Linked DNA regions of Mus musculus: regions 2 and 3 are each linked to region 1. The links are chromatin contacts, called in public HiChIP or PLAC-seq and promoter capture Hi-C maps. All regions are on one chromosome and are shown on one strand. The core of a region is the stretch at or near the end of the contact, and the rest is flanking DNA. Distances in the headings are between cores, read along the strand shown. Region 1 holds the start of Plppr1 (phospholipid phosphatase related 1). Region 2 has its middle 49 kb from the start of Gm52718. Region 3 holds the start of Tmeff1 (transmembrane protein with EGF-like and two follistatin-like domains 1).

Region 1 (4,057 bases), core at 654-3,153:
TCTGTTTCCCTTGATCAACCCACCCCTGCCCCTCTATATTTTTCCTTTCCTCTTCCAAGCCTCACCCGGCAAAACAAGGTCTCTCATGTGAACTTTGTTAGTGAAGCTCATATATGTCACAGTGTCTCACATTTCAGTCCTAAAGTTATCAAAGCAAAATCATTGCCACCTGAAGGTCTGAGAGAAGGCCCCATGGCTATATGGTCCAGTCACTAATACTGGATCCCGGCCTCCAGCATTTCTTCTGCCAGCACCAGCTTCGCTTCAACACCAGACTCTAGCTTATAGAAGAGACAAAAACTGTACCCACGTGCATCCACCCAACCTTCCAGTCACAAACACGGCAGGATGGAGAAACGTGAACACATTTACTTTCTATACCTAAAAACCCAAACTTGTTTGTATAGTAAAGGCAAGTTTGGGAAGACCAAGTCTTTTGTGGTCCAGATGCAACAACCTGGGCACCTCCAAAGTAGATCCCACTCCATGAACAGGGACTGCCAACCACAGCCCCAGAAAGGAGAATGGAATCAGTGAACGCCTTACAGTGCCTGCCACTGGCCCTCATCCTGCCTTAATTGGCTGTCTGTTCACACCTCTTTAAATGCCTCTCGTTTGCCCCTCTTCTATTCCTCTTTGTCTGGCCTCACCTGCTGACCCAGTGTTGGCTACCTCAAAGGGCCCTTAGATTCCAGGCTTCCCCCAGTCGCAAGAGACCCTTGCTCAGAGTTCATCTCAGCGGGGACTGGCTTTTCAAATGGAAATTCTGTTCTCAGGACCTTTTCCCTGGTGCAGAAGAGAAATAGGTAGGGAAATAACTAGATAACTAGGTGGCAGGTGGCAAAGAATCTCCACAGAATAGGTTGAAAGCAAAAAAAAAAACCTGTATCCCCACAAAGACAAATAACAGCCCAGAATCCTACACGTAGTCCACACGTGTGTGCCACAAAATCCAGGGCAAAAATAAATTCCCAGATTCGCTTGACACCGCTGCCACACAGCTGTCTCAGCCCAGCTCCCAGATCTGCTGCAGTGGTGTTTGTGAAGACAGCGCCTTCTCCCGGGAGCAGAGACCCTGGGGCCCGGCGTTTCTAGGAGGTGATTACTCCAAGCCTTTCAATAACTCATCACTCATCCTGCACTGACCCGAGCCTCACCCTAGAAACTCGGTCACCGTCGAAGTCGACAAGAAAGCCCTTGGCCATCCTAATTCTCCAGGTGACACTGTTACTATGCGCCTGGAGCTCAGGAAAGAGAATCTCTGGCAGGTGCCCACGCCTGAGGCAAAATCAATGGCAACGCTTACAGCTAGGGGCTGAGAAATCTCAACCCCTGCTGGGGCGGTGGGTTTGACAACAGCTACTGGAAAGGTCTCCGGATCCCCACGCCCACCCCTGCAACCCTGCTGGGTATCTCGACCCAATGCAGTCTGAAGGGCGGAACCGGACCGAGAGAGCGCCTCCACGCCCCCTTTGTCTCCACGTTTTCCAAATGACAGGAGAGGAAAGTTTACGAGCCTGGACGGGGTAGCTTTCTTCTGGGTCCATCTGGCACCTCGCAGGAGCCGAGATCCTCGCTGGGATGGGATCGCGCTCTCCTCCTCGGAACAACCAGGGCATTACCTTCATCTGCACCTTGCAACCGGCAAGCCAGGCGTGGGCCACCTGAGTCGCTTCGTCCAGTCGGAAACCTGCCCCCTTCGCCCCAGTATGTCCAGCCTCAGCTGTGCCCCGGGCACCACACTCACCTTTGGCGGCCAAGCTTCCTTCCTTGCGCCCTATTGGGCGGACGGACTGCAGGCGGCGAGGTGCATTCAGGCAGCGGCTGCAGACGAGCTCCTCAGGCGCTGCTGCATTCCGCTTGCGTGGGAGAGCGAGCGGGCGAGCGCGCGGCACGGGCGTATGCGAGTGTGTGTGTTTGTGCGGTGTGTGTGTGTGTGTGCGCTCGTGGGCGGGGTGGGGGCGGGAGTGCGCGGGATCACAGATTCCCCTCGGCGACCATCCCTTGCTAAGCCTCCTCTGCTGCCTCCTCTTGTCGTTGGGTCCAGGTTTTGGGACCTCCCGTTTGTTTAATGAAAGGGAAGGAGCAAAAGGCCGGCGGGGAGGGGGCGTGGGGGGGCGTAGAGGCGGGGAGAGGACCGCGCATGCTCAGAGAGGGGCACCGAGCTTGCTCTCTCTCAAGAGCTGAAGCATGAAGCTTGCAGGGTTGTGCCCCAGGGAGTACCGGAGACTCTGCGGGGTTCCTGGAAGGCAGCCCGGGAATCCCGCTACCTAGGTGCTCCCTGAGCAGAGACGCCAGGGCTCCCGCGCTCTGGAAGCCAGTGGCAGGATCCCCACCCACCTAGGAGCCGCTTCTGCTTGCCAGTCTTTGGTAGCGCTGCGTTTTTCTTGCCTTGGATATTTTTAGTGCTTTCTCAAGCAATCTCTGAGGCCAAAGCATGATATATGCAGAGAAGTCCACAAGGAAACCCGGGCTGCAGGTGGCACCTGGACTAAAATGAGCTTTCTGACTTGGGTTTCCTTCTTCCCCCAACTTCCAGTCTGTGTTTAGCAAGGAGTAAGGGCAGGCAGTCCAGAGTCGTCCAGTCCAAACAGCTTTAACGGCTTCAGGGCAGAAAGGCACATAAAGGGTAGCGGAAGGAAGGTGACTCTCCAAGGACCCTGGATTCAGCCTTGTTCCGTGTCAAGATCCGATGGAGAAGACAGTTGCCTACTCAAGAGGGCAAAAAGAACAATGCAGCCATTGCCCCGCTTGTCTCCAGTGCCAAAGCAATTGTGGGCTCTCATAGGTTGAGGCTTCTGGCCCCTCTGCTAAGTGGAAGAACAACTGTTAGCTTAAGAAAGTCCAGTAAGAGAACTTGAGCCTGTAAAGGCACAGTAACCTGAAGCCACTGGACATTGGCAGGTGAGAGACTCAGCAAGTGGAGTGGAAACTTTCTCAGCGATGTTTGTGCACCAACAAGCGTCCATTTTCTTCTCACAGTTTAATCAAACAGCAGCAGCACACATAACCCCATTTGCTTCCCTACTTTAGAAAAAGACATCCCAAACAGGGGACTTTCTGGAACTCCCTTGCACTCACTTGTTTTTTTTTTTTATCCCTCCAAGGAAGAAGCACAGAAGATGGCCCTCTCTGGCAAATGTTTTCCAAGCTTTCCTTAAAGATCACTTCGGAGGGCTTCCACTGTGCACTTCTAGCAAGCAGATGCCTTCTTGATGAACTCTGACCTGTGTCCCATTTGTCTTCTCAATAATAATGCTGAGTGACACTTGAACAGCAGACAATTAGATCAAATCCTAGGACACACACAGAGGAGAGAAAACAGCATGTCTAAATACCACAAACAAAAGCAAAGTTCAGGAAGGGGCGGGGGGGGGGAACTAAGAACACCAGGATAGGAGGTTCTTAGAAAGAGTGCTGCCCAGGAAGTGTGGCAGGTGGCAATACCTTCCCCCTCATTGAGAATAAAGCTGAGTCCTTTGCTTAAAGAACAGTAACGTTGGATTTCCATCCACCCAGGAGGAAGATCAGGGTCTCCAATGAAACCTCTGACATATATTTGGGGCTCCTAACCATGACTGTTTTTATTTTTTTAATGTTTTGCTATTACAGTATTTAGAAATATCTAAGAGAGATCTGCACGCGCGCGCACACACACACATTCCCTTTAGAACAATCAACAATGTTTACAGGAATTTCAAGGTTCTCATATTAGCAGGGTCAGAGAACAACTTGCAAAAGCCAATCCTTACCCTCCACAATATATGGATCCTGAGAATCAAACTAAGTTTGTGGTGTTTAATTGTGGACACCATAACCTGCTGAGCCATCTCCCCGGGCCCCACTTCACCATCTGAAAGTGTCAAGTAGCTTCAAGGTCAAAGGTGAAGAGAACCTTTCATGTGTGGAACTGCGAATCAAGTGGAATCCCTCTATACTGCATCTACTATAGAACTATGAATGGACAGTTCAAGAATAAAACCTTCCTATGTGGGGAGTGGGGAAAATTCAGGGGGGACACGATGTACACAAAGCATATAACACTTCCTAGCTTGCA
Region 2 (4,014 bases), core at 949-3,448, 330 kb after region 1:
GTAGGATTTGAACTGGCATAAACAGAAATCTTCCTTAGTTTGAACAAAGGGCCTTCTTTTGCACTGTGTCCATGGTCACAATTAGCATTTGTTAGTTACCACATCTGCTCAACAAATCCTGTTAAGTATTTCTGTGGATTCTCTCTTTGAATCTTTTCAACAAAGCTAGAAGACTTCTATGAATACTAGCACCACAGAATGAGGGAGGTGATGTTTGGAGAGTTTTAACTTGGCCAAAGACTAGCTGATGGCCAGAGTGAGATAAAATAATCAGGCCTGAGCAGTCCTGGCCCTGGATTTGAACCTTTGTGAAGCCATATTTGTAAGACATTCAGTCAATGGTGACTTATTGTAGCAACACAAAATGGGGCAGGATTATATTGATAACAAGAAGTTTTAAATCTTTTTTTCCCCCTTGTGCTATGAGGAAAAAGAAAACTAGAATTTTTTTCACTTCAATTGTCCTAAACTAAACATTTAGACATTTAAAGTCTGATTTTCAAATGACGCCCCACACTATACCCACAAAAGTCACTCCGACATTCCTTCCTGACCAGGAGACTCACTAACAATGCTCAGTGTCAAATACACAAGGACTTGTAAGAGCAACCTCACCCCAGTCTTTGCATCTCTCGGCCTCATCCTGTTTCCCATCCCCTTCATACTTATGCCTCTTGTCTTTCTCTCCAGTGAATAACTTCGTCAGAGACAAAAATGGTCAAATGCAACTCTTTTCCACATATCTTAGTGGCAGCAGAAGAAAGCCAACATCCTTTGGTCGATTTGAATGAACACAACCCTTCAGTAGTTGAATGCTCATCAAACAATAGTTTTGATAACAAATGATCCCACTTGCAGCCTGTCATTAATCCATCATCAGGATTGAATTTTCCACGTGTAGGCAGAGCCTCTACATAGTGTCTTATGAGGCTGCCCTTTGATTTTCTAATCTAAGAGCAGAATCGCAGTACATTCTGAAGGCATCCTCATAGAAGCAAACAGCTCTATTAAAACCTGAAACACTGACACAGTTATTCTGAGCCAATTGGGCCATTATGTACACAAAACAAGATGAATGGTTCTAAATATGAGGCCGTACTTCCAACGAGCATGAAAAAGACACCTGATTTACTGCGGATGCAAGAGGCATTGTCATTCTGTGATATAGAGTCACTTGTCTTCACCGCAGACGATGAGGGAGTGATTCAATCGTGTTGGCTGGGCTTTTTTACTTTTACCATAATAATTATTATTGACAGATTCATTTGGGATAAGAAATGGTCTTTCAGAAAACACTAGGGATTGTAATAGAGCCCAAGGTGTGGACGCAGATGTGCATTATAAAGCAATATACGGCATAATGAGAAAAAGCATTCTTCCCTACTCTATTAATTGTGGACACTGCCTAGTAATCAAGAACTGCTGACCTCTCCAACCTCCAGCTAGAAGGTATTCCTGCGCTGGGATGCACCATGGCCTACGTACGAGCTTGAACGGATGTACTGCTGAGAACTTGCATGCTGATAATTCACTTGAACACAACCTGTCCACCGCCGCATTGTCTGAATATAATTTATCAAGAATATATAAACACTTCACACAGGTGAAGGTTCACCCAACGACATGATGCAATTGATAAACAGCTATGACAGCATTTTAATCAGCAGCTGTGAAGATGACTTTGAAAATATGGAAAATGCTTGCATCGTGGGATTACATGATCGCAGAATGCAAAACTGTCAGAACTTTAAAGATATATAATAACACAGAAGGGGGTAAGAGCAAGAAGGCATAAGCAAGCTGTTGTACTGACAGGGAGAATGACAGGCCATTTATTTTTTAATGTCCTCTAATGTTCCCGTGGTATTCTTATAATAAGAATTACTTTTTAATCAATCCCACCACGTCATGTGAAAAATCTACCCCTCACTGTAAAATCCATAGACTAAAATAAACCCTGCATGTGATAAATGCTGAAGCATGGTTTTTTCCAAGTTCAAAAATAGTGTTGGAATCTGCTAAGGAGTAGGCTCACATTATTCAATGTCAGATGCATTTACACTCGTATGTATTAGTAATTCGTTTGGTTGACTCTGCCTTTGCTGTTGCCATGGCAACCGTTTCCACTGCTATTAGTACCTCTGGGGCCCAGGATTGTTCACTTATTTTTAGGCCGTTTCTCTTCTAACAAAGCAATTAATGCTGCGCCTTGTCTGTGTCGGGAGCTCTAGTGAACTGTGCTGCCTTGGCGGTGGCTGAGTGTGCACTTTCCTTCCGGCTGCCTTGGACGGTGCTCTTGCTTACACCCTGGCAGCTCACCTCTGTAAATGAATTTTTACTGCTTCTAACTATAACATATTTAGATTTTTTTAAGTTTTGGTTACCATCCCACACATACACACACATACACACACACACACACACACACACACACACACATACTATTTTTCTCTCCACATCATCAATGAAAACACACTTTCATTAGTGGTTACTTGGGTCTGCTGCCACAGAAAAGAGTCAAAATGCCTTAGGGGAAGATTCTCGAGGCCTTTAGGGGCCTTCTGTGCAGGTGTGACAGGATTATACAATCTGAACCTGCCTATCTCCAGTTCCAAGGTGGTTACAAAAAGCTCAAACATCCCCCTGCCCTTTCTGCTGTTTGGAGTCATCTAATGGTCCTTTATAATTGAATATTGAGGTCAGAGACTGCCTTTTTTATATGTCAAATTAACCTTTAAATAGTAATGCCTTGTGTGGTTAGATTTAATATGAGGTGGAATTATAAATTTTTGTTAATTAATACCAGGTTCTCTGCAAGAGGAGGACACACTTCAGCCCCCAAACTTATAAAGTCATCTCTCCTGGGACCCATAGAAATGGCTCAGTGGATAACAGTTGCTATATAAGCCTGAGGGTTTGAGTTCAAATCCCCAGAATTCACATTAAGAAGCAGTACTTGGCTATGCATGTGTCTGGAAACTCAGCTCTGTAAAAGATGGCTAGAAGGATTGTTGGAGCTTGCCCAGCTCCAGGGTCAATGATAGCTAGTGTTTCATGATAAAAAGGTAGATAATAATAGAGTAGGGCACTGGACTTCCTCCTCTGGCATCCGTGGGTGTGCCTGGGCACACACACCCACAAACATTCATGGGTATATACTATGCACATATGCACCATACATATGTAGACACACACACACACAAGAAACAAGCAAAAATACCAACAAAATTCCTCTCCCATAGTAGTGACACTGATTTGTTCATGATTGAGGAACTCTTATTCATTTGTTTGGTTGGTTGATCAGGGTCTCACCATGTAACTCTGGCCGGCCTATAACTCACTACATAGAACAAGTATCTGCCTGCCTCTGCTTCTGCCTCCAGAGTGTGGGGTAAGCACTACCAGGCCCAGTTCCCTTAGCTTTATCACCTGTTTAAAATCTCTCCTTTAAGCAAAACCTTTCTGCCTTTCCAAATATCCAGACACTTTAGATTCTGCTATCAAGTTTTTAAAAATCTAGTAGGGCATGATGGCATATGCCTACAATCACAACACTTTTTAATCTGAGACAGGAAGTACATGCCTTCAAGACCAGTCTGAACCACAGAGCAACATGCTGTCGCAGAAAAAAATAAATCAAACTTAATACTCACCGACTTTCTAAGAAGAAGCTACAGTGAGAAAATGTCATAACTATGGACTGCCACTTTAATTAACACTTACTAGACCCTGGTCGTGCATACATGAGTGCATGTGTGTGTGTGTGTGTGTGTGTGTGTGTGTGTGTGTGTTGGAACATGATGGAGAATGTCAATAGCAACTAGAATTGTCTGGCATTGTGGAACTATTTTTATAATAGTTTTAAGAGTTTCAAATTAGTCAGGCGTAGTGGCGCACGCCTTTAATCCCAGCACTCAGGAGGCAGAGGCAGGTGGATTTCTGAGTTCGAGGCCAGCCTGGTCTACAAAGTGAGTTCCAGGACAGCCAGAGCTATACAGAGAAACCCTGTCTCAA
Region 3 (3,836 bases), core at 476-2,975, 470 kb after region 1:
GGCTGTCTGTCAGGCCCCCACTAGCTGACTCTATCGACTCTCAGGTGCACCCCTCCTCCCCGCTTCAACCCTAGTTAAAAGGACAAGTGCTGGTCTGAGAAGTGATAAAAGCCCAAGTGAGCAAGGGCTGGCTTATGACCACTAGGTCTGCTGGGCCAGCTGCAAGCAGACCTACCCTCCCCCAAGAGAACCCGGAAGCCTCTGCTCGCCCGAGGGCCTGAATCCCCTGGCTCCCCTGGGACTCTTTCCAAAAGGACGGGGGAACTTTACTGGCCGGCCCCCTCCTCCCCTGTGTCATCCATTAAAACCCCAGCACGCTCTTTGTTTCCAACAGCTGTGGGAGGGCAGGCGGCCTTGGAGAGAGGGGAGAGGTCACTTACTCCCTGGCTCCCCTGGCTGCCAATCTTCCAGGTCCTCCTGCAAAACACACACACCACCATTGCCTCTCTTTCTACACCACTTTAATTAACCCGGGGTTACTCTAGCTACACAGGGGCACTCTCTGAGACCTAATTACCTTTCATACCCAAATCCCACACAAGATGACTCCCTAGCTCCCTCCCTCTGTCAAACTGGGTTCACTACTGGGCTCTCATCTCTTCACCCTATATACGTACTCCAGCGTGGTTACCTGAGCCTCAGGCTTTGTCCAGACACAACCAACAAAACACTTCCTGGGCCCTCCTGGGACTCCCTGCTGCCCTGATGCACAGAACCGTGGACAGATTTGGTCCCCACTGCACCCCTGAACCCAAAGGACAAACATAACCACTCCTTCTTTTTACCGGCATTACCCCTCTTAAAACCCAGGAACTCTTAAGAACCTCCCCACCAACACATGGTCAGTTCTCAGGCCCTTATCCTCAGTCCGCCAGTTCCTCACCATCACACTCACACACAAACACACACACACGCACACACTCCCCTTGAAGCCTAGCCGTCCTCCCTCCCTTGGGGCTTCACAACACTTTACACGCGCTTCCACGAGCAAACCCAGGATCACTGCTCCGTCTCGCGGAACCTCACCAGCTCACCACGCCGCAGGGCCGCCCTAGTCCCGGCCACTCGACACCTACGGACCCACAAACGACCACTCCCCATCCCCAACCCAGGTCCCCAAAGCCCGCACCGCGAACTCTCGTCCTGCCCTCCGCCCGGCCCCCGGGACTCCTCAGCACCCTGGTCCACACCGGGTCCTCCCGCGGCCCAGAACGGCGGAAGGGAGGAGCCCCAGAGGCGGGCGCCGGCGGCTCCTACCTGAGCAGTTGCTCTTGCCTCTGCCTCCCGGACAGTCCCCGCCGCCGCCCGCGGGCTGGTTGGACGCGCGGCTCCCGGGCAGGCAGAAGGCGAAGAGCAGAAGCACCGACGTGTAGCCGCAGACGGCGAGCGGGGGCGCGGCCGGCAGCCGGAGCGGCGCCTGGGCGCCCATGCTGTCGCGGCCGCACGGCGGGGAGCTCAGGGAGCGGCAGGCCGGGCACACCGGCCCCGCGCCGCCTCCTAGCAGCCGTGCAGCCGCCCGGGGCAGCCCCGCAGCATCCCCGCCAGGCCCCGGCCCTCCGCGCTCGGGACAGCCTCGTTGGGAGACCCCGGCGCGGGCGAGGGGCGCGGGCGCGCGAGGGCAGGGAGCGCGCCGCGTGGGGAACACGGAGCTGGGGCGCGCGCGGGGGGCGCGGGGCGGGGACGGACGCAGCTTCTAGCTCGCAGGCTCGCCTTCCCTTTGTGTCCGCGCGGCTGTCGCCGCCGCGTCACAAAGACCCCGGCCCGCCCGGTGAGGGGCGCGTGACGGAGCCGCGGGCGGGGAGGGAGCGGCGACCCCGCCCCGCGCACACCCCCGGCGCCGAGCTCCGCCCCTCCCGGGGAGCCATTGTTCCTGAGGCGGGCGGGGGCGCGGGCCGGGGTCGCCGATCCCTCCGGCTGGCCGGACGGCGCCGAGGATACTGGAGAGAGCTTCGGGACGGTGTCTCAGAAGCCCTTTGTGAGCCTTTCCCACGCGCCTTCTAACCCTGCACGAGCTCGGGTGGTCTTTCGTGTGTTTTCCAGGTGGAGTTAAAGGCAAAAGGTGACTTGTCCAAGGTCAGTCACATCCCAAGAAATGGGCAGGATCGGGATTGGTACCTAGTGCTCACTCCCGCTGTGCACTTCTCCGGGGAAAAGGCTTAATCCCCAAGACTCGCCCCACCGGGTTCCTGGATAACTACATCTCTCGGCTGAATCTTTAAAGTGCGTTGCCCTTTCCGCGCATAATAGCAAAGATTTAGAGCGGATTTGCTATATCCAAGGCCTAGAGGAAGCTCTTAGCCTGTATCCTCTCCAGTTCTATTTCACAGCCCTACAAAGGAGTTCCCATACTGGTTTTCTGCCTTCCCCAAATCAGGAAGTTGGGACCAAGAGTCTTCCAGCTGTCTGGAGCCCAGTACAGTCCTCTGCAGCCCTCACCTTGCTAGATGATAACTTTACACAGGCAATAAGACCATAGGCCAAATTTTTGGAAATTTTCCGCTTTGTTCGAAGTCTGTTATTGTTGCCCACTTCAGAAGGAATTCTAGAATTTCATTGTAAAATTAAGAAAATTGCAAAAAGGACACTTGAAGAAAGCTACAATCTAAATACAAAACAAACACTGAACATAGAAGTAAAGACAAGGAGGCTTTGAGAAGTCCAGGCAAGGGAGAAAGCTTTGGAGACCAGCAAGAGATAGCCGGCAGCTGAGAGCCCAGGCTGCTTTTGCAGAGGCCCCAGCTTGGATTCCCACAGCATCACAACCATCTGTAAACACTGTACCAAGAACTCTCTTCTGGCCTCAAAGGGCAGTGTAGGCATGTGGTATAGATATGCATCAAACAAAACACCCATATACATTACAAATAAACTTATTTTCAAAAAAAATTTAAAGCCACTAGCAACAAAGGGAAAGATATTTAAACCAAAAAGTTACCCCTCTGGATGATTATTAAAAAGTTAGAAAGACTGACAAACTTAGCACTATTCATGCATACATTTTGGAGGGCGCGGCAACCTAAATATGAAGAAAAAAACTAAATTTGTTTTCCTAACAATACCAATATTGGAATTTTTGCTTTAGAGATGGTTGAACAAGACACAACAATGAATAAAGGAAGATTTTCATGACAGCTTTTGTGTAACAGTAAAATATGACCCCGGTGGTCATCTTTGTGTATAGATTTTGATAATGATTAGGTTAATGATGAATGGTATAGAAACAGGGATACTGGAGACTGGAGAGATGGTTCAGTGATGGAGTCCTTCCTAGGTTTGGTTCTCAGCGGCCACATCAGGTGATGCCCAACTGCCTGTGACTCCAGTTCCCGGCAGTCTGAAGCACATAAACCCATATAGGCACACATCAATAAATAAATGCTCTTTAAAGAAAAGAAAACCTTTCTTTTCTAAACTATACATATGTACCAACCCAAAGAAAGAGCAAGACTGCTTTACCCCATTACATTACCACTGACTCTGGAAAAGAGGATTGTGGGTGATAGGTACTTGCCGCTCATATTTTTCTGTTGAGTTTTTTTTCAATGAAAAGGTTTTGTCATCATAATTTTAAAAACTATTTGCTGTTAAGTTGCACATCTGCCATGCTTTTTATCTAAATAGATCTGCATCTCCAACACCGTCTATAGTTTGCCTCCAGCCTCTGAGCTGTTAGCCTAGCACACTTCCTGATGCACTGAACCAAGAGTGATCCCAGCCCCTGCCTGCTCAGCCACAGCAGAGGCCTCCTCCTGTGGCCCAGCTCCCAGCAGCCTCTCTGTTAAAGCTTAATGTCACAGATGTCTCCTCCATGAACAGTGTCTTCACGCTCCCAGCCC

Evidence for each region. Promoter capture Hi-C pulls out the DNA fragments that hold promoters and counts their contacts. HiChIP or PLAC-seq counts read pairs in DNA pulled down with a chosen protein or histone mark.
Region 2: a contact with region 1 is called in an H3K4me3 HiChIP or PLAC-seq map of embryonic hindbrain, with 4 times the contacts expected there. The contact joins the enhancer-like site here to the promoter of Plppr1 in region 1. A contact is called at or near these places in 6 of 115 datasets of contacts at active chromatin or transcription factors (differentiating embryonic stem cells, embryonic forebrain, embryonic hindbrain and 3 more).
Region 3: a promoter capture Hi-C map of stem cell-derived epiblast-like cells shows a contact between it and region 1, with 4 times the contacts expected there. The contact joins the promoter of Tmeff1 here to the promoter of Plppr1 in region 1. A contact is called at or near these places in 6 of 39 promoter capture datasets (cranial neural crest, frontonasal cranial neural crest, hippocampal neurons and 2 more).

The regions. Positions count from the first base shown.
Region 1 is chr4:49,057,308-49,061,364 of GRCm38.p6, reverse strand. Plppr1 (phospholipid phosphatase related 1) reads right to left here and starts at 1,903. Exons shown (of 8, transcript NM_178756.4): 1 at 1,748-1,903.
Region 2 is chr4:48,724,010-48,728,023 of GRCm38.p6, reverse strand. No RefSeq gene overlaps it. Among named protein-coding and RNA genes, the nearest start is that of Gm52718, 49 kb to the left of the region's middle. Within about 2 kb of position 2,198, at least 41 of the 459 cell types and tissues checked have an H3K27ac peak or open chromatin away from gene starts, as enhancers often do.
Region 3 is chr4:48,583,063-48,586,898 of GRCm38.p6, reverse strand. Tmeff1 (transmembrane protein with EGF-like and two follistatin-like domains 1) reads right to left here and starts at 1,725. Exons shown (of 10, transcript NM_001356272.1): 1 at 1,258-1,725. The coding sequence starts at 1,429.